Linked DNA regions of Mus musculus: region 1 is linked to region 2. Evidence: chromatin contacts called from public Hi-C data. All regions are on one chromosome and are shown on one strand. The core of a region is the stretch at or near the end of the contact, and the rest is flanking DNA. Distances in the headings are between cores, read along the strand shown. Region 1 holds the start of Clrn1 (clarin 1). Region 2 has its middle 14 kb from the start of Gm40059.

The links. A called contact is a pair of places that touch in the nucleus more often than the background predicts.
Region 1: a contact with region 2 is called in a Hi-C map of cerebral cortex, with 1.6 times the contacts expected there. The contact joins the promoter of Clrn1 here to the enhancer-like site in region 2. A contact is called at or near these places in 2 of 484 Hi-C or Micro-C datasets (cerebral cortex and nephron progenitors), 1 of 115 datasets of contacts at active chromatin or transcription factors (embryonic stem cells) and 2 of 9 other capture datasets (adipose tissue and pancreatic islet).

Annotation. Positions count from the first base shown.
Region 1 is chr3:58,883,942-58,886,906 of GRCm38.p6, forward strand. Clrn1 (clarin 1) reads right to left here and starts at 1,271. Exons shown (of 3, transcript NM_153385.3): 1 at 847-1,271. The coding sequence starts at 1,099.
Region 2 is chr3:58,809,089-58,812,168 of GRCm38.p6, forward strand. It overlaps Mindy4b-ps. Among named protein-coding and RNA genes, the nearest start is that of Gm40059, 14 kb to the right of the region's middle. Within about 2 kb of position 1,478, at least 21 of the 459 cell types and tissues checked have an H3K27ac peak or open chromatin away from gene starts, as enhancers often do. A contact at or near this core is called in cerebral cortex, where this site is marked.

The sequences.
Region 1 (2,965 bases), core at 21-2,520, 75 kb after region 2:
TGACAGAAAATATCTCCTACTCCCTGCCATATTTGAAGGTCAGTCAGGTTTTGTGTACTGTTGGTGTGCATTTCTCAGCAGATCACTTTAAAAATTTTGTAGGCAAATAATTCCAAATTGGTTAAATATGAAAACAGAAGTTGTTAAATCAGCAGCCAGGGTTTTAGCAGTGTGGGGCAGGCTAAGAAACACAGTCATGGGCCAATGGAAATGCAAGTAAACTGGTCCCCTTTTAAAGGACAAAAGGCACAAAGACCATTCCTTACAGAGTTCCTATTTTCTCAAGTACTGTTTTTCTTTAACAAAGATGCCAGAATGTCTTATATTATTAGTAATACTTAAGAATCCTGAGGGTTATACTTTCGTTTTTGAAAATTCACACACACACGCACACGTACACATACACACACAGAGGGAGACAGAGAGAGAGAGAGAGAGATGCATGCGCATGTGCTCAAGTATGTGTGTGAGTGCCATAGTGTGTATATGGATGTCAGAGGTCAACTTGGGGAACTTGGTTTTCTGTTCCCATCATGCAGGTGCTGAGGATGACCTTGGCATCACATAGCTTAATGGTAGTCATCTTGTCAGACTCTTTAAAGGGTTATGCTTTCAAAGAGCATAACATCGTAGCAATTAATTATAATGATCATAGTAAAAATAGCACGAATAAAAAATTAATAAAAATAAAAACCAAAACAAGGGAGAAAAAAAGAAAAAAGAAAACAAAAGCTAAACAAGTTGCTTAGAGTCCTAATAGACAGGGCAAGATCCTCTTTATGTCTTTGCAACAGCTGGAAGAATGTTCAGAAAGCGTTAAGTAATTCAGATGGAAGTGTTACTTACATGAGAACCGGAAAGGCCTTGCTCCTAACCCACATTGCCTTACGCCTTCTCCGTGGAAAAGGCCATACTGCATCTCGCCCATGAACTTGTCCAGCTCCTTCCCTGACGCGTTGACAAGCAGAGCCCCTGTTTTGCAGAGGATAGTGGCTTTAACCCACAGTGGGGTGCCCACTGCTGTCACCACTCCAAGAGCACAGAGAAAGCTCAGTACGCCAGCCATGCAAAAGATGATCTTCTTCTGCTGGCTTGGCATGACGAGAAAAGGCTTCGGTAAAGACAAACTTGAAAACAAAGACCTTTGTGAGCATCAAGTAGCGACTGCCCCGTCGGCTGCATTTATCACAGCAGCTGAAAAACACTGCCCTTCCTTACAGTGGTTCCACCAGGCAGAACGCCAGTCCGTGAAGCATCCTTCCTCACCCACTGCGGGCTTTGTTCCTCTTCTGCTGCTGCTTTCCTTAAACAGAAATCTTTGGATTCAGAGTTTGTAAAATAAAACTCTTCCAAATTGCCTGCATGGTCCCCTCTCATGTCACTTACTAAGAAAGGTATAGGGTAACAGATGGAGTCCTCCGTGTAACTTGAGAGAAGCCAGTCTTCCCTAGCCTGTTGTCTGATTGGGTGAGCTGAAGCCTTGGCTCCGACAGTAAGTTTGCAGCAATGCGAGACATCCACGTATTGATGAGTTTTTATTTCTGGGTTTTGTTTGCTCTCGGCCATGGGAGAATGGGAGCTTTGGCACAGGTAACAATAATTAATCGATTTTTAAAATGTTTCATTTTAGTTTGGTGAACCATGGCTCCGCATTGCATCTGGTGTAGACTTGAAGATCCCAGAGCTATACAGGCCTGTCCTCTTCACCCCCAATTCTTCCACGCCCACAGTTTCTATGGAATCTACTTAGAATTTGATTCAAACTCTTTTTGAGGCACAGAAACACAGAGCTACAGTTGAAAATGTGTACATTTAGAAATGCTTTTATTTGAAAGCATTTGGCTGTTTCAGTATGACAGCAAGGGAGCCCGGTTGTGGGTCCAAGAAGCAGCCGAATGTATAAAGGTAAGAGTACTGACGTAGAAGGAAGCACTATGATTAGACAGAGCCACCACCGAAGAGCGGGTCTCCAGGGAAAGTAGCTGAGAGTCTAGAGACAAAGATCGGAACGATATTATGTAGCAATGTGTATTTGGTTTAGGAATTAAGTCCTGAAAGCTCAAGTGTGGAATCCGTTGACTACTTCTTACTCCTGGGTGCCCAGTGAGGATTCTCACGAAAAAAATAAAATGGCCCTTTTTGTTTCTCTGTCTCTGTAGGTCTGCCTGTGTGTTCTGACTCTCTGTCTCTGACCCTTTTTCTGTCTCTGTGTGGTCTGTCTGTCTGTCTGTCTCTCTCCCTCTCTGTGTTCTGTCTCTCTGTGTATGTCTTCTTTCTTTCTTTTCCTTTCTTTCTTTCTCTTTCTTTCTTTCTTTCTTTCTTTCTTTCTTTCTTTTCCTTTCTTTCTCTTTCTTTCTTTCTTTCTTTCTTCCCCTCTCTCTCTCTCTCTCTCTCTCTCTTCTTTCTTTGTGTCTGTCTGTCTCTGTGCTCTATCTCTCTGTGTATGTTCTCTCTCTCTCTCTCTCTCTCTCTCTCTCTCTCTCTCTCTCTCTCTCTCTCTCTCTCTCTCTCTCCAAGAGAGAGATTGTTTCCTGAGTATTTGTGTATCTCATTTTATGCTGGGCTCTGACTTTCAGTACAAACTTGACTCCCATTCTCTGTTAAACATTTCATCTGTTATTTAACTCTTGCAAGTACTAGAGCAAGTGTGCTGCTGCTGCTGCTGCTGCTGCTGCTGCTGCTGCTGCTGCTGATGATGATGATGATATTCCACTGTACAGATAGATGCGTTGAGCGGGAGAGATCAAGCAACACACTGAACTTATTAACAGGGTTCTGTGATTTATGTTATTCTAAAGCAAAGTGCTGGCCTTGAAGAGAGGGAAGTGCTTCAGCTGGGTTGGGTTGGAAGTACCAGGGCAGGGTTGTCCATTGCTATTTGTACAGCTCAGGTCTCTGGAGAATACAGATATCTGTAAATAGAACTGCCTGCGTGACCTAGACCATATGTGTGTGCTAATTTCTA
Region 2 (3,080 bases), core at 228-2,727:
CCCACATGCCCTGCAGCTTACAGCTTCATGGCCACCCTGCTAATTATCCTCTACTTAAGCTTCTTCTTTAGAAGATTGTGGTTCATTTTCCTTTCCTCTCTAGAAAGAAGAATCTTAAAAACCAAGAACCCCCTTGACTCCTCTGCCACTATTATCCACTGCTTTGTTCTCTCGTTATCCAGGGAAGAGAAGAAGCATTCTCTGTGGAAGAAGGGGTGAAGGGAGGCAAGCTTTGCAAGGTCCTAAGTCAGTGTGACCCGTCTGTCTGGCAGACAGCTTAGTTTCCCTCCGTTTCTGTTTGTTATTCATAAAATGAGGTAAGCCTGCTTTAACATTTTTCTTCCCTCAAAAGAAATCCCGGTACAAGGCCTGAAGGGTGCTATTCTCTGGGATTGATTAGCTGAAGAAAAGGAGGTGTTCATGGATGGCGTCTGTGTGATCTGGCCTCTTTCTAGGCTGTGAAGAGGGAGAGGCAGGCTCCTCTGTCTCTTATTCCGCCCTTCCTCAGCCTTCAAAAAATGACCTGGTTTTCTTAACAAGAACCATTAGCAATGCGCTTTGTAAAAGAATGAAGATCTCGGTAAGATCAGCTCCACATAAAGGAATTACCTCAGCATTTAGACACTTACACACTGTAAATGATCATAGACGAATTTCTCAGTGGCTTCTTTCTCTGAGAATTCAAACAGCTGGAGCTATAGATGGGGAATTGAAGATAAAAATGCAAAGGAAGATGAAAGGCACCTCGAAGGGAGATCATTTCACGGCTATTACCTAAAGGGAGGTTTTGTTTCATTTCAAAATCACATCGCTAAAAACTGACATCCAGCACAAGGCCACATAAAGCACACATGGTAAAACCGGGCGGTGACAGCATCCCTATTGCATCCCCCAAATTTTAAGTCACTGTGACATCTCAAATAACAAAACCATATGGAGATTTCCCCCTGATGGAGTTTAGCAGTCTCTATGATAGAGACATACAGTTAATGATGATTTGAGATGTAGATTTCTTTTTTCTTTTTTTTGGTGGAGCCTACCAAACCCAAGGCTTAGCAGCACACTGTTACCACCAGGATACACTGAAGCCCACCAGCCTAAATGCAGTATACTCTCGCTTAAAGGGAACTTTAGGAGAAATTCGCCATTTTCACTGCTCCAATCCCTCACAGCCCCTTGGTGCTGGCGTCCTCTGAAGAAGGTGTCTCTGGCTAATTCAGGTCCTGAGTGGGGGTTGTGCTTCCATGACCATGAGCACACTCAGGCTTCATTGGCTCTTCAGCCAACACAGCAGCTGGAGCGCACTTACCCTCTCAATGAAATTGTTGCTGGAGTAGTCAAGAGTCGAAGTGCTGTGGATGTCTTTGGTGTCAAAACAGACGATGGCTTTCTGAGCTTCTCCTGCAGCCCATAGGATGCCAGCCAGCATCGCAGCTAGAGCCTGTTCCTGCTCACGCTGGCTCAGGTTACATAAACTGCAATGCAGGTGGCGAGGGAATGAGTGCCTCTGAGTGTGGGCGGCGATAGCCTACTGACTTCCCTCTCCGGAGTCATGCGAGGGTAGAGCAGGGAAGTCTGATCTTTCTGCTTGGATTGTAACTGTCATCACGGCAGCCTATTACTTTCCTGAGCAACACCAGCCTATCTTGTCCTATGCACACCCTTGTCGTCCGTCTCTGAACTCCAAAATGGGTCACCCTGTACTTGTTGCCAAACAACGCAGTCATTTTTTTTTTCAAGTACAATCCGAAATAATCCCTGCAGTTTGGTCTCACAGATGTTCATTTTGCAAAAGCTCTTCCCCGATAGAACCCCAAGTACCCACTGCACGTTTCCCTCCCTCAGGCACACCTACCTTCAGGGTTTGCAACCTCCCTTTCTACCTGGCCACATCTTAAGGAGGATTATCTCATGTAATCCACAGACTTGCTCTATGGCAATACTAGGTTTGTTCCCATCTTAGAGGTGAGGGGAGAGTGAGATAAGAGAGGTTGAGTAATTGTTCTGGGCTCTCACCTTTACAATGAAAGCTCTCTGGTCCTCACTCAGGCCATCTGGGCCCTGAGTCTCTGCTCTTTCCTATCACACTGAACCCAGTGCCCCGAGAGCCTCCAACTACTCTAGAAAGTGGGAGCAGTCTTCCCTCTGCTTATTTTTTCAAACTATAACATGTGCTTTTCATATAGAAACACCAGCGGAGGCTACCGGTTGTTTGTATAGGCTGTCTAGCACTTTGATGGGACAGAAAAACTGCAAAGCTCCAGCACAGACAGAACAACAGAAAGACAGTTGTAATAGAGAAGGTTTGGGGAGGCTGCACGGAGCAGGGATCCCATAGCAGAGACTCCTTTGTATTTATTCAGGGTTGTATGCTAGCCTAGGCCGTGTGTTAGGCTGTGTGCTTGTGCATGTATCTTTTGTTTCGGATCTCCTGTTCTCACATGGAGGGTATGTCCACCGTCTGTCTACTTTGGGTCCTGCTCCCTGTGACTCCAGATTTTCAAATTTTCTAATGGAGTTGAGTCACTTTGCCCAGAAGTGACTAAGAATGATGCTCTTTCTCTTTGGATGGCCCATAGCCAATGACTGGCTGAGGTGGGAGGCACAGAAACCCTGCCTCTCTCAGTTGAAGGTGGACAGGCTGAAGAGCAAAGCACGTTCCCTGGTTCCCCCTAGACATGGGAATTTCATTGTGACTGTTTAGCATATAAAGATTCTAGGTCCATAAGCCACTCTTTTAAGTGCTAAGCACAGTCCTCTTACCTTTGAAGGCTGCAGTCTTTCCCCTCCCTTGTAAACAGTAAGTATTTGATGATAGATCCTTGTACTGCCATCTGGATGCTCTGGGCACCTCCCTGAGTGGGAAAAAGAACAGTGGGGCAGGAAAGCTGGAGCCGGCTTTACATTCCAGTGGAACCTCAAGGCCACGAGTACTGGAAGTAGATCTTGGAACTAGATGCTGTTGTTTGTGCTTCTCTGTAGCCTTCACTTCTTGGTGTCTCCTGGGGCTTAGCAAAGGGACCCTACTATTCTGTGTCACCTTCTCTGAGGGCTGTGGCTGGGTGCCATCACCAAGCTAG